Regions from separate parts of the Sus scrofa genome. Here region 2 is linked to region 1. The links are chromatin contacts, called in public Hi-C maps. All regions are on one chromosome and are shown on one strand. Each heading gives the region's core, a stretch centred on a gene start, on an enhancer-like site or on the middle of the called end of the contact. The rest is flanking DNA. Distances are from core to core; before and after follow the strand shown.

Evidence for each region. Hi-C and Micro-C count contacts between places; a contact is called where the count stands out from the background.
Region 2: a Hi-C map of liver shows a contact between it and region 1, with 5 times the contacts expected there. The contact joins the promoter of TRNAU1AP here to the enhancer-like site in region 1. A contact is called at or near these places in 5 of 47 Hi-C or Micro-C datasets (liver, mesenteric adipose tissue, omental adipose tissue and 2 more).

Annotation. Positions count from the first base shown.
Region 1 is chr6:81,529,506-81,537,327 of Sscrofa11.1, forward strand. No RefSeq gene overlaps it. Among named protein-coding and RNA genes, the nearest start is that of RPL11, 9.9 kb to the left of the region's middle. Within about 2 kb of position 6,501, at least 4 of the 83 cell types and tissues checked have an H3K27ac peak or open chromatin away from gene starts, as enhancers often do. A contact at or near this core is called in liver, where this site is marked.
Region 2 is chr6:85,561,697-85,569,521 of Sscrofa11.1, forward strand. TRNAU1AP (tRNA selenocysteine 1-associated protein 1) reads left to right here and starts at 5,734. Exons shown (of 8, transcript XM_005665150.3): 1 at 5,734-5,863; 2 at 6,489-6,586. The coding sequence starts at 5,837. RCC1 (regulator of chromosome condensation) reads left to right here. Exons shown (of 11, transcript XM_005665141.3): 10 at 153-305; 11 at 1,234-4,165. The coding sequence ends at 1,409.

The sequences.
Region 1 (7,822 bases), core at 5,251-7,750:
GCCATGAGCTGTGGTGTAGGTCGCAGACATGGCTAGGTTCTGGTGTTGCTGTAGCTGTGGTTAGGCTGGCAGCAGCAGCTCCGGTTAGAGCCCTAGCCTGGGAACCTTCATATGCCGAGGGTGTGGCCCTAAAAGGACAAAAGAAAAGAAAAAAACAACATTCAGCCACACAAATTTGTCATCGCACAAATGTGTGAGGTGCTACGGGATAGGTACAGGGTGGTTAGGAGAGCTTCAGCAGACAGTGGGGCCAGCCAGGGGTGCGGATGTTAGGAGGTCACAGTCAACCTTTGTTGAGAAACAACAGGGAGAACCCAACCACAGAGCAAGGGTCAGGGAAGAGTAGTAGATGATATCAGGCGGTGAGGAGCCAGATAACAGGCTCCAGGGCTGTGACAATACAGATTTTAGGAAGGGGAATTAGGCAGAAAAGGGGAGACCACTTCCGTTTTGTTCCAGGGTGCTGGCATTTTTCATCTGCACCAGATGGCCACATGGGAGAGATCAAATTCCAGGAAAGAGTAGTCTCAGAATATTGTGTGCTTGCATGTATTACTCTTTTGAGCTGTCAGGAAACAGCCAAATAACCTCAATCAGAAATCATACTTAAATTAACTGTTATGGTTTAGCAGGTGACAAACCCAACTAGTATCCATGAGGACGAGTTCGATCCCTGGTTGCTGTAGTTCACAGACTCAGCTCAGATCTTTTGTTGCTGTGGCTGTGGCACAGGCCAGCAGCTGCAGCTCCAATTGTACCGCTAGCCTGGCCATATGCCATGGTGGGTGCGGCCGCAGGAAGACAAAAAAAAAACATTGAGGAGTTATGTGGCACAGTGGGTTAAGGATCTGGTGTTGTCAATGCAGTGACTTGGTTTGCTGCTGTGGCTCAGGTTTGACCCCTGGCCTGGAAATTTTACATGTGGGCACAGTCAAAAAAAAAAAAAAAAAAAAATTATACATGAGAAGCTCTGAGACAGTAGATTCTCCATTGGAAAAGCTAGTTGATAAACATGGCCAATGGTAACTTCTGGCTTTTTTTTTTTTTTTTTTTTTTTTGATAGAAACTATAGCAATAACATTAATTTGTGCTTTTTTTCACCTCAACATAAGTCATTATAGTGGCTTCAATAATATGCCATCCTTTGGATGTGTAGGATAAACACATCTATGCAGCCAGCACCCGATGTCATGAATGTCATTTCCATAGAACTGCCTCAGGAGACGCTCTTTTGTCCTGTTTTTTTGGCCCTCTGTCCTGTGAGTACGTGTAAGGTCCTGTGTAGCAGGGTAAATTGCTCCCTCTGGCCCTCCATCCATAGCAGAGCTATTGGATTTTGTGCTTTTGCCTTTTCCTGCAGCTTAACCACCAGCTGGTCCTGACCTGTTAAACTCCACATATATGCTGAGCCAACTGATGGGTAAAGACCATAATGAGTAGGCTGCCAGAGAGACCTGAGTCTTAAAGGGTTAAGGCCCAGGCCTTCTAGAGGAGTGGTGAGGTCAGGGCCCAGAAACCACCCACAAATGGTTTAAGCTGCCTGCCACTGGGGATCTAACTGGTGCCTGGGGGTACAGAACCGCTTTCAGAGCAGCTTGTTATGGAAACCATGGTTGTGGTTGTCAGAGGGGAATCCAGCCTAAGGCACGGAGTGGGGGCACCAAGAGAACTGAACTGACTGTTCAAGGTGCAAGTGCCAGAAAGCTTAGAAAACAAACGCAGATGGTTTGCGTTTTCACAAATCTGAACAAAAACGATTTGATTGTAGAAATTTAAGAACCTTGTATAGTATGGCTTTAGAATATTTTATAATTATGTATAATTATATTTGATGATTTGTTATGTGATAGATGTGTCAGTAGTTACCTGGATTCTGAAAGTGACTTGAAAGTCAAAGGCATTTGACAGCTTAAGCAGAAATGATGTTCTTGACTCCCTGAGTTACCCTGCGGTGTGCATGCATTGCTTTGATAGCTACTTTTAACCCTTTTCATGCTGTGGTGACTGCCTCTGGAAGTGTCTTCCTGTGCATATTTCTATTTTTTGTTATTAAAGATTGGTTCTGGGAGTTCCTGTCATGGTGCAGTGGTTAATGAATCCAACTAGGAACCACGAGGTTGCGGGTTCAGTCCCTGACCTTGCTCAGTGGGTTAAGGATCCGGCATTGCCGTGAGCTGTGGTGTAGCTCGCAGACGTGGCTTGGATCCCGCGTTGCTGTGGCCCTGGCGTAGGCAGGCGGCTACAGCTCTGATTCGACCCCTAGCTTGGGAACCTCCATATGCCACGGGTGTGGCCCTAAAAAGAAAAAAAAAAAAAGATTGGTTCTTATTAATCATTAATTACATAGTATATCACAGTGGATCAGAGCACATAACTTGGAATTTAAGCATCTCAAATTCCTTGCAGGTCCATAGCAGATAATTGTTTTCTATGAAAAGCCCCATCAACCACTTCACTCCTTTTCCAACTCTAATTTTAGGAGAAAACTATGTGATAGTTGTTACTCTCTGGGTAATGGTCTGGGCACACTATAGGGGAGGGGAAGGCTTTACCAGATATTGGTTGGGATTTTTTCCTAACACGCATATTGTCTCATTTAGTTTTCATAACTCTATGAAGTGTTACAATGATGAGCACACAGAAAGAGGCATTTGCAAGGGTATTAATTGCCCAAAGTCACAAGTAGTGGTAGAACCAGTCTTCAAACAAGGCCATCATACTCCAGAACCTTGAGACCGGCTGTTTTTTTTTTTTTTTTTTTTTTTTTTTGTAGTTTTATGGTGATTGTTTTAATAAGATTAAACCACACATCTGCCCCTTGAAATATACTTTTATCAAATTTTCCTTGAAATTAGGTTGACTGAACCCACAAAATGCTAGCGTATATTTCCCAAGTCCCCAAGAAGGTGGGCAATCATAGAACTGGAGTTGGTCTTTACTTTTCAATGACTGGGTCTGTAGGGACAAACGCCCAAATAACTACTGAATTACAATTAAAGGAAGGAGATTCTTCAGAATGGGAGATGTGTGCATTTTGTCACTGACATTCTGTAACCTCAGGCACGAGGCTGTGTCTCACTGTACAGGCTGTGTCTCCCAGGGTCTGACCTCCAAGACCAGCCGGTTGCTCAGATTGGGCACAGCCAGCAGCACTGCCCTTTACTACCTGGGGGGGGAACTTAGGCAAGTCAGCCAGCCTCTCTGGGCCTAAGGCCTTGTGTGAAATACATCAAGGCCTACCTTACAGGGTTATTTTCAAGAATTAAAAGTAGTAGGAGTTCCCATCATGGCCCAATGGTTAACGAATCCGACTAGGAACCATGAGGTTTCGGGTTCAATCCCTGGCCTTGCTCAGTGGGTTAAGGATCTGGCGTTGAGCCATGAACTGTGGTGTAGGTCACAGACACGGCTTGGATCCCGAGTTTCTGTGGCTCTGGTGTAGGCCTGTGGCTGCAGCTCTGATTCAGCCCCTAGCCTGGGAACCTCCATGTGCTGCAGGTGCGGTCCTAGAAAAAGCAAAAAATAAAATAAGAATGAAAAGTAGTATATGTAAATCACATAGGAGCTGTTGTCAGTATGTAAAGATTACATATTTATTGAATATATATTCTTTGTGGTCAGTGGTAGGCTTAAATGTAAGAGGTTTTATTCTGTGACTTGAGGGCTTCTTTTTCCTGGTAAAGGAAAGATGATGGGGGTTATTCACTGTCAAGGTACTGAATAAGCTCAGATTTAGGGGATCATTTTCTGGGCTTTTCTTACAAGGAGTCCCTAAAATACGAAGAACTGGGCCTTGAGGATGACAGCAACTTGGAGAGGCCCACGTACAGCTTCCTGTTCTCTCAGTTGAGCGTTTCTCTCTCTTGTGATTCATTCAGCATGAACTTGAATGCTTCCCTCCCTGAAGCATGGCATTGAACCAGATACAGTCCCTACTGCTAAGTGGACAAAAAGTGCACATTCCTCCTTCTTCCACTTTTTTTTTTTCTTTTTCTTGTCTTTTTTGCTATTTCTTGGGCCGCTCCCACGGCATATGGAGGTTCCCAGGCTAGGGGTTGAATCGCCAGAGCCACAGCACCTCGGGATCCGAGCCGAGTCTGCAACATACACCACACTGAGCAAGGGCAGAGACCGAACCCGCAACCTCATGGTTCCTAGTCGGATTTGTTAACCACTGTGCCATGATGGGAACTCCTTTCCTCCACTTTTTAGGTGGAAAAAAAAAATCCAGTGACCTTTTTAATGCTGTAAATAACAAATTAGTGTCCCTCCCCAATATGACAGGACAGTGATACTAACTGTACTTTTCCCAGTCATCCCTTAGCGCCACCAAAAAATGGAAGGTTGGTATTTGCTCCTCCCAAGGGCCTTCCAGCCCCCTCCTTCCCCCTGCCTCAGCATTGAAGAGCACTGCTAGAGTTGGGTCCTGGGGGCGCATTTGAGTTCACAAAGCTCAGGGCCACCTGTGTCAGTCACTTGTTAAAAATGCGGATTTTTACTTTGCAGGGCTCAGAAATTCGTATTCTTACCACAGGGAAAGCTGAGGTTCATTGTTCTCTCTCAACGATAGCTTTCAGCATTTTTTGACCACAGCCCCCCCACACAAAATTATATCACTGTTATTATATACATATGTACTCACCTCTGAAAAGTATTTCATAAAACAATACCTTTAGTACAGGCAGTGCATTCTTATTTTATAATCTGTTCTGTTAAAAACTTTTTTTTTCCTAATGCTGATTCTAATCCATTAGAAAAACCCTACTCTACAAGGTAGACAATTGTGTTTCAGTCATGAAGTCAGAACATCTGAGCCAAAGAGTCCTCGGTTGTTTTTTTTTTCTTTTTTTTTTTGTCTTTTTGTCTTTTTGCCTTTTCTAGGGCCACTCCTGCGGCATATGGAGGTTCGAAGGCTAGGGGGTCTAATCGGAGCTCTAGCCGCCGGCCTACACCACAGCCACAGCAACATGGGATCCAAGCCACGTCTTTGACCTACACCACAGCTCACGGCAACACCGGATCCTTAATCTACTGAGCAAGGCCAGGGATTGAACCCGCAACCTCATGGTTCGTAGTCGGATTCGTTAACCGTGCGCCACAACAGGAACTCCTCCTTGTTTGTTTTCTGACCCAGCAGCAGTCCCTAAGTCCTAATTTTTGTCCAGTACTAGACTAGTTATAGGAGGATCACCTGAGACATTTATTTAAAATACAGATTCCAGGCCCCAACCCTAAAGTGCTTAGAGTAAAATATAGGAATCTTTTTTTTGCAACAAGCATCCTAGATGATTTGTATGCTCAGCCAGGTCTGAAAGTTCCAGCATGCAACCTTTACACTGGGAAGGCCCTGTAGAATGGCACAGGGTCTGAATTTGCCTGTCTGTATATAGAGGGAAGAGTTTTCTCACTTTGTAAACCACCTTCAGGTTATTTCTGAAGCGTTATTATTTACCACATATTTTCTTTCAAAGTCATAAAAGAGGGAGTTCCCTGGTGGCTCGGCAGGTTAAGGATCCGGCATTGTCACTGCTATGGCACAGGTTCGATCCCTGGCCTGGGAACTTCTGCATCTGAGGTATGGCCAAAAAAAAAAAGTCATGAAAAGAATTTGTCACTACTGAATTTACAGATTTGACATGTGTATTATATTACTTTATATACTTTCAGCATATTAAATTTCAATATACTGAATAGATATGCGACTGTCTAAAAAAATGTGTCCTGCTTAAGTCACTTAATAAATTTCTTGAGTGCCCACTATGTGCCTGGCACTGTTGAAGATTCTTAGGATACCTGAGTGAACAAAAACAAAGATCTCTGTCTTCATGGAGCTTAAATTCTAGTGGAAGGAGATGGAAAATAATCAGTAATAAATTGTAAAGTTTTTGTTTGTTTTTTGCTTTTTAGGGCCATACTTGCAGCATATGGAAGTTCCCAGGCTAGGGGTCAAATTGGGGCTGCAGCTGCCAGGTTACACCACAGCCACAGCAACTTGGGATCTGAGCCTCATCTGTGACCTACACCACAGCTCAGGGCAATGCTGGATCCTTGACCCACCGAGCAAGGCCAGGGATTGAACCCACATCCTCATGGATACTAACTAGTCATGTTTGTTTCCGCTGAGCCATGCGGGGAACTCCCGTAAAGTATGTTTTGTGTGTAAAATGATGTGCCCTGCAGAGAAAAGAAAAAGCCAGGTGTGGGGAGGGGGAGGGGAAAGGGGGCCAGGCAGGCCTCAGTGAGAAAGTGGGATTCGGGAGGACCTGCCGGAGGTAATAGTTGGCCAAATGGATCCGTGAGGAAGAGCTTTCCAGAGGGAAGGATCAGCTAGAGCAACCGGGGGCATGTAGCACAGAGACCTGTAGAACTAGGCAGGGTGGGAGGGGAAGGTTAGGAGGGGATGAGGTCAGAGGAGTAAGGGGTGGGGAAGCTGTGTAGGGCTTTGCAGGCCATAATAAAGGCTGAATGAAATGAGGAAGGTCGCTCTGCAGAGTTAGAGCAGAGGCATCACATGGTCCGACTTCCATGTTGAGCCTCACGCTGCTGTGATGAGACTGGACTGTGAGGGCGTGGGTCGAAGTCCTGTGAGAAAATGTTGCAATAATCCATGCAGTCATGTTGGGTCTGACATGGTGGCAGTATTGGAGGTGGTGAGAAATTACCAGACAATGGGTAGAATTTAAAAGTAAACCAGGATTTCTTTGAATAAATGGACCAGGGATATAAGAGAAGGAGAAATCAAGAATGATTTAAATTTCTGTTCTCGGAGTTCCCATCGTGGCACAGCTGAAACGAATCTGACCAGGAACCATAAGGTTGCGGGTTTGATCCCTGGCCTCACTCAGTGACTTGGGGATTTGGTGTTTCTGTAAGCTGTAGTGTAGGTTGCAGTCACGGCTTGGATCTGGCATTGCTGTGGCTGTGGCATAGGCTGGCAGCTGTAGCTCTGATTAGACCCCTAGCCTGGGACCCTCCATATGCTGCAGGTGTGGCCCTAAGAAGCAAAATAAATAAATAAATTTCTGGCCTAATCAACAGAAAATATGGAGTTGCTGTTTATTTCAATAGGAAAGACTGTATTTGGAGCAGATACAACAGGAAACTAGAAATTCCATTTTGAATATGTTTTATTTATTTATTTATTTATTTTTTGTCTTTAGGGCCCCACCTGCGGCACATGGAGGTTCCCAGGCTAGGGGTCAAATCAGAGCTGTAGCTGCCGGCCTACACCACAGCCACAGCAACCAGATCTGAGCCACGTCTGCAACTTACACCACAGCTCATGGCAACGCTGGATCCTTAACCCACTGAGCGAGGCCAGGGATCGAACCTGCGTCCTCATGGATACTAGTCAGGTTCGTTTCTGCTGAGCCACGACAGGAACACCATTGAATATATTTAATTTAAAATGCCCATTAATCATCCAAGGGGAGATGCGGAATAGGCAGCCCAGAGTTTGGAGTTTGGGCTGCGGATGTGTGCTTGGAGATCTTCAGCATCAAGGTATCTATATTTAAAGTTTTGAGACTGTGTGAAATTATAAAGGAGTGAGTGGGATGAATAGATGACTCAGGACTGAATCTTGTGATACATCAGCATTGAAAGGTCTGGGAGAAGAGGAATCGGCAAAGGAGACTAAGAAGGAGGGACCAGTAAAATAGGAGGAAAAATAAGAGTTTTGTATCTGGAAGCCAAGTGAGAGTGTGTGCACGAGGAGGGCGTGACGATGAGCTCAGGGAAGTGCTGCCAGTGGATCGAATGGAGTGAGCACAGAGAGTTGACTGCTGGGCTTCACAGCATGGAGGCCACTGGTGTCCTTGAC
Region 2 (7,825 bases), core at 4,484-6,983, 4.0 Mb after region 1:
GTCTCTCAGGCCTCCCTCCAAACAGAAAGAGACACTGCAGACCTTCTCACCACCCTGGGAACAAGGGACCAGCTCCCACAGATGTGAGCACTCACCTGGCCTACCTGAGGCATGTCCTCTGCTCCTCCTCACCTCTCTCCCTCCTCCCACAGGAAGAGCCTACAGCCTGGGCCGGGCTGAATATGGGCGGCTCGGCCTTGGGGAAGGTGCCGAGGAGAAGAGCGTACCCACCCTCATCTCCAGGCTGCCCGCCGTCTCCTCAGTGGCTTGTGGGGCCTCTGTGGGGTATGCCGTGACCAAGGATGGTGAGTGGGGTCACCCACAGTTGGTCTGGTTGGGGTGTGGGGGTCATAATTCTTACCAAAGCGCCCAGCAGGCTCATCACAGATGAGATGTCCACCGCAGATGGAACTGAGATGCAGAGAGCGGTGTTAGTGATGACATGCATTTGTCCTGATTGGCAGAGGCTCTGGCTTTGATGACTCAAAATAAGTAAACACATTATTTTAATAGAGCTGATTTAATAGAACTCCTCTGCTGTGTAGAGGAGAAAAACAGCAAAGCAGATGTATCAGTAAGGCCCAGACAGGCAGTAGGACTTGAACCCAGGTCTCCAGACTCCTAGCTTAGGCTTCACGTTACATATTATTTATAACCTAGTTGGTGCTAGCTTCCCAGGCAGTTAGAATTGTATTAGGAGAAAGAAGACCTAGTAGTTGGGGTCCTAGCAAGCACAGCAGAGAAGGCTATGGGCAAGTGGTCACTAAAGCCTGGGTGGAGTAGCCATGGAGCCCTTGAGAAGCCTGGCAGATCTGCTTGATCTGGGATTATCTGGGAAGAGTTGCTGAGGAAGTGGGGCTTGAAGTTGTTTCCAGTCCTTTATGATAACCAAAGGAGATCCAGAGCAGTCTCAGAGGCAGGTGGTCCTGGGAATGGAGGTGTGTAGGGGTTTGGAGAGTGGGCAGTCATTGTCAGGCTTTGAATGCCATGCTTAGGTGCAGGGGGAAGTCTTTGGCAATATATAAGGACTGTGGTCTCTGAGTGACAAAGCTCTTTTTTATCCATAATCTCCCTTGGATCCTTCCAGCTTCCCTGAATGCTTAGAGGCTGGGACAAGGCCAGGCTGCCATAGGCCAAGACTAGAATCCACCCTCATGTCCCGGGCCTCTCACACTACAGCAAGGTGGGGCTAGGGATCCAGGAGACAGTTGCCCTCATTTCTCTCCCTTGTAGGTCGTGTCTTTGCCTGGGGCATGGGAACCAACTACCAGCTGGGCACGGGACAGGAAGAGGACGCCTGGAGCCCTGTGGAGATGACAGGCAAACAGCTGGAGAACCGCATGGTCTTATCTGTGTCCAGCGGGGGCCAACACACAGTCCTACTAGTCAAGGACAAGGAACAGAGCTGATGAAGCCTCTGAGGGCCTGTTCCTGGCCCCCCCACCTCTCTTCTGGAACAGGGAAGCCATGACGACTACATATTCCTGCAGGCCTCTCCCAGCCCCAAATACTCTGTCATCTCCTGCCTTTTCCCCATCAGCAGAACAGAATCCTTCACCTCTTTTTTCCCCTCTTTTCCGGAATTATCCTGGGACCTACAGGATGAGGGTGGGATAGATGGAAGAGGGGAGGGGGTTTTATTAGAAGGAACATTGCTCACCCCACAGCTATGTGGTTGGACCTTTCTCCCTCATCCCTACCTCTCATGGTCCTGGCTGACCCTGGTTTGCCTGTCAGAAACCAAAACTTGCTTCCCTGGGTATTTGGTGCCCAAACTCTGAGAAGTCAGGGCTCCATCAGGCCCTACTCTAGTCACGTGCCATTCTTCCTGTCCACTAGACAGGTGGTAGCGAGGTCAGACCCAGCTGTCATGGACCTGTGCCTGGGGCAAACTGGAGAAGGAGCCAGGCTACCCGTTCATGGGCAACCCCAAGCCAGATATTTGGCCCTGAACAGGTGCCCATGAGGCAAAAACAAAAAACAGTGATCCTCCACTTGATCAAGAAAAACGCCAATCAGCCTTTCTCCCAGAAGCACAAAGAATTCTGCCCTTCAGGCTTTGTCTGCAGAGTCTCACCCACCCAACCTGCCTCACTTGCAGCCAAAGGCCTGAAATCGAAAGGAAGCTATGCCTGCAGGGCGGGACCTGGGGAGAGAAGGGAAGGAGGGCTTTATAAACAAACTTATAGCAATGTTGAGAGAGAAGGGAGGGAGGGGAAGAGGGTTGGAGGAGCAGAAGCTGGTCCCCAAAAAAGGAAGCAGCAGCTTGTACAGTGGCTTAAAAAATAGAAGGGTTTTGATTTTTTTTTTTTAATGTAAACTATTTTGGAGGGGAGAGTGAAATCTTTTAACACTTTGAATAAATTTAGAGTTTTATAAAACAGGCCACTTGTTTTCTACGCACTCCCTGCTTTTTTAAGGGAGCACCTGCTGTGTTGGGAAGGGCAGAATAAATCCATGCCTGTGGACCTGGCAAAGACTAGGACTTCAAGACTAGGATTTGCAGAAGTCCTCGTGTGTGCCAGTCAGCTGTTCTTTTCTTTTTTTAAAAAAAATATGGAATAGTGGCTGTTAGAGACAAATCAAAAAAATTGAGTTGATTTTTGTTAGGTATTTTTGTTTCAGGAATCACTGGATTTTAAAAAAAACTATATAATATGAGAGGCATGGGATGGATCTTTTAGTATCCTAATCCCAAACCAAGATTTTTGAGTGCAGTACTTCTCTAGAAATGCTTATACTAAGCTGGATGATATGTCATTTCCACACCTGGTAGAGATGATTAACTGCACAGTATCTCTTAAGATAACTTATGCATAATGATGTAGATTTTCACAGGCATTTGAGCAACCAAATCTTACAGAGTTTGACCTGTCCAGTATGGTGGGCACTAGCTACATGTGGCTATTCATATTTAGTTTAAATTTGTAAAAATAAAATGAACTTCCTCGATTGCACTAGCCACATTTCAAGTCCTCAATAGTCAAATGTGGCTAGTGCCTATAGTATTGGGCTATGCAAATACAGAAATATATAGAACATTTCTATAATTGTAGAAAGTTAAGTGGACAGTGCTGATATAGTGGGTCTGTAAATGTACAGCAGGAAAGTTTTATTAGTGCCAGGAAGATTCTTGGATGTCAGTGACTCTTGGAAAAATGAATTATGCTGTAAAATGACTTAAAATGTATTCTGTGATTTTTTTTTCTTGAACTTTTCATTTTGATGCAGGTACTATACTGATTAGAAATTGACTTCTTAGAAGGGAAAACTCACACTTTTGATTTTAGTATTTTCTTTGTAAGAAGTACTTGTGTGTCCACTCTTCCCTCGCCCCACTCTCCCCTCAAAAAAAGTGCATTTGGATTAAGTTTACTGAAGTTTTCCCTTTTGACAATATAGCAGATTGAAAGTACCCTGTCCTTGGTAACAGCTCTTGTGGATTGAGACCTAAAACAGGCAGTGTTGAGCATTTTGCATAAAATAATAGCTCATTCAATCCTCACATCAGCCCTGTGAAATAGGAATTGCTCTTCCTCAGAAAAAAGTTCCTGAGAACTGACGAGCTTGAGGCTAAGAAGCTAGCAAGTGCACAGACTAGGCTGGATTTTTTTTTTTTTTTTTTTTTTTTTTTTTTTTTGGCTGTACCCATGGGATGTGGAAGTTCCTGGGCCAGGGATTGAACACGCATCTCATGCACCTCAGCAACCTGAGCCACAGTAGTGACAGTGCTGGGTCCTGAACCTGCTGAGCCACAGGGGAACTCCCTAGGCTGGTGATTAAATCAGCCTCCACCTGAGCCCAAAACCTCAGTTCCTTTTCCCTGTATTGGATGTAAGAGTTATAAAGCTCTCTGTAGGTGTTTACATATGTTAGAACAGTGTTGGGCACAGAGTAAATGTTCCAGAAGTCTTTGCTATTATGACCATTGCACATTTTAAAATTCCCTGTGGTTAATAATCGCCTTGTTTTTCACATGCTTAGTTTTTTGGTATAAGTATCATTAATTTAATGTCAGTGTCTATGAGAAGTAAATCTCCTTTTTTTGTGTTCAAACACATCAAATACGCTCAATTTTATCTTTTCCCCCATTCTCCTCCAACCTGAATTGGTTACCTGAAAACAAATGTAATCACCCCATATGGTTCAGCTATAAATAATGTTTACAAAGTCATAATAATGTAAGTGTTTGATATTTTGAAAAATTATAATTACAAGATGGTGAAGTGTATGTATGAGGTGCAGTCCTTAAAAAGATCTGAAACCACAAATGAAGAGAAAGTATGTTATTTAGAAATACTTGGATTTTAGGGAAAAGATTTGGAAGTGGTTGCCTTCAGGGGCAGGGATAGATGGGATAGGAGAGAACTGTTTAGTATTTATGACAAATTCAAAAATGTTTTCAGTGCCTCCCATATGCCAGACATTGTTGTGGGAATTTGATTAGAAACAACAAGGAATCCTGTCTGATGAAGCTTACATTTTAAATTAAAAATAAACACTTACAAGTCTTGCACAAGTAAAATAAATTTTAAAAATAGTAATCAAAGAGCACCCCACAAGGGCTGGCAAATTTTAGTACTCAAGAGTTATCAGTCATAATTCCAAGTCCTCCAGCTGCTGTGTTGGAGAGCTTACTGGATGCCAGGCATTAGGCCAAGTGCTTTCTCAACTTCTCAATTTCTCCATACGACAAACATGGTATGAGGTAAGCATTGCTGTTACCCACATCGCTAATAACAACAACACAATTGGAAGGGGCTGGGATTTGGGCTCCATTTGTTCAAATGTGTAGTTGAAGCACCCAACCGCTACACTACTACGGCCATGAATAGGATAAAGCTGGAAATGTGGCAACTTGGTTGAATCTCAAGACTTCAGAGTGCTTGACTTTGGGCCCCAACAACATAAGTTTGGAATATATGAACTGGCAAGGAAGGACATAAGTGGCCATCAACCCAGAAGGAGCCTGGGAAATGGATTCTCCATCAAGCGATGAGCTTCAGTGTTGGAGATGACAATCATCATCTACAGAATCTTCACATTCTGAGGAAAGGGCATCAAACTGAGGCTGAGGTCTGGGACCTTCCCAGACGAAGAGTCAAACTGTCAGGATTATCTAGCCATCGAAATCGAGTCTGCTGAAGGCCTTCTATGGCAAGTCTCTTCCTGGGAGAGGTTAGAACTTCTGGTGGTTTGGATTATTGTAGGGAACGTGAGACGCAAGAGAGTGACAAGATGGGGATTGATTTGTTTGTTGGTTGGTTAGCCCTCCCCTCCTCTCCCCTCCCACAGCCTAGTTCTATGCATGGGAATGATGGAAGGATGCCAGTCCAGCGTCAACAGAAATCCTGTCCTTTCCGTTTCGTAACCTGAGAAAAGCAGGTTGAAGGGGTGGCGGAGGCAGACCAGTGATTTGCCAGAGGTCATACATAGTTAGTGGAACTGGATCGTCCAGGCTTCCAAAAGGGATCTTTCACTTTAGGAAATATGCTTCTATTTTAAGTTTTTGCCATGAACATACACTACTTTTATAATTCTATACGTACGCGTGTGTTTAAAGCCGGAAAGAGTCCGGAGAAAGCCAGTCATTCACGCCCCCCACGGTCCCGCGCAAGGCGGTGTCTGCCCCGCCCCATCCCGCAGGCTCCGGTTCGAGACACGCCCACAGGGATCCGGAAAAACCCGGACCCGCCAGTCTGCGTTGCCTTGGGCGCCGAATTGCCGAGCGTGCGCAGAAGGCGATGGGGGCGCATGCGCCGTGGAGGCCGCAACCCCGCGGAGCGGCGTACGCGCCAGCCTCTGAGGCTCGCGTAGGCCTGGCGGGGCCTCGGGCATGGCGGCCAGCCTGTGGATGGGCGACGTGAGTTGGGGCGGCCGCCCGGTTCAGCGGAGGAGAAATATAGTGTCACGAGGGCAAAAGGGTCTGAAGAGAAGGGGTCCTCGGCTCTCAAGAGGGTGGCAGTGAATGGGGAGGGGAGTTCTCAGTGGTGCCAAAGCAAGTCCCAGCGTGTAGGTGAAGGGGCCGGGTCTGAGGGGGAGGGGTCCTCGGATCCCAAAAGGGTGGAAGAGAATGAGGAGAGTTGTTTTAGTGATGCCGAAGCAGGCCCTAGCATCTAGGTGCGGGGGCTGATTCGGAGGGGGAGGGGTCGTGGGGCCCAGCCCAGCCTGGATTCTGGGGAGGGAAAAAGGGAGGGTCTTTGCGTGGATAGAATGGGAAGAATCCCAAGGATTGAAGTGCGCCTTGGTTCGAGGACTGCAGGAATGGGGTTCCTAAATCCAAGGGGGAGGCTTCCTAAAAGGAGCAGCCTTGAAGGGAAGGAAGGCAAGAGGCTGGGAACGCCGGAGTGGATGGAAACCTCTTCACCCTCACCCTACTCCTGCCCGCAGCGTGCACCCAACCCTGGACTGAGCAGGGAGGGGCTCCGGATCCGGGAATGAGGAGCCTGGGTACTGACCTGAACTGCTCTGCTCTTATATTTGCGCAGCTGGAGCCCTACATGGATGAGAACTTCATCTCCAGAGCCTTTGCCACCATGGGAGAGACTGTGATGAGCGTCAAAATTATCCGAAATCGCCTCACTGGGTATGTTCTCTCCTCCCCTCTTGTCTTCTCAGTTCTCCCTTAGTAGATCAACTGCAGGTGTCATTCAGAAGGTAAACATCCTTCGGAGAGTCAGAGGCTTCTCACCCCTAATAATAATTATTACAGGAGTTCCCATCGTGGCGCAGTGGTTAACGAATCCGACTAGGAACCATGAGGTTGCGGGTTCGGTCCCTGCCCTTGCTCAGTGGGTTAACGATCCGGCGTTGCCGTGAGCTGTGGTGTAGGTCGCAGACGAGGCTCGGATCCCGCGTTGCTGTGGCTCTGGCGTAGGCCGGTGGCTACAGCTCCGATTAAACCCCTAGCCTGGGAACCTCCATATGCCGCGGGAGCAGCCCAAGAAATAGCAACAACAACAACAACAAAAGACAAAAAAAAAAAAAATAATAATAATTATTACAATGATATAAATTCTAACATTTCAGGGCTTATTGAGAGGAAGTATAATGTGTTGCTGACTCTGGAGCCAGAGTGGGTTTGAACGCTCTGTGTGCTGTGTGACCTTGAGCAAGTTACTCAGCCTCTCCCTGTCCTTCACCATAAAAATGGAGATAATAATAGCACCTACCTCATAGAGTTCTGATGAGGACTAAGTGCCATTAATTCCCATTCAGCATTTAGAACAGTGTTTGGCATATGGTATATGCTTGGTAAATATAAACAGATCATGATCTGCTGGGTAATAAGCATTTCAAAATCACAAAAACCCCTGAGCTAGGTACTATTATTAGAGAAGCATAGTAACTGTCTTAAAGTTACGCAGCTGTTAAATGAGAAGCCAAGACTCTAATTCAGGTCTGTTTTCAAAGCTCATGTGTGCCCATAACTCTTGTGTAAGACACTGCTACATGCCAGGGTTCTAGATTCCCAAAATATATGACTGAAACAAGCCAGATGCAGTCATTTCTCTCCTACATTCTACATTCTAACAGGGGAATGAGACTGTAAATATGTAAACAAGACAAAATGCAGAATAGATTTCCATATAATAGTGCTCTTATTTATTGCCTCCAGTTTCTTCTTTCTCTTTGAGGGTCGTAGGTTTCCTTAGGGTTCTAGTTAGAAATAACAGGATTCCTTATCAATCTGACAGTGTTTATCAAGTGTCTACTCTGTGCCAAGTACTAAAGCAGCGTGCTAAAAACATCAAGTAATTGAAAAATACAGATGAGAGATTTGAAATGTGGCCAACTCTAAAGTACTTTGTTTTGTTTTGTTTTT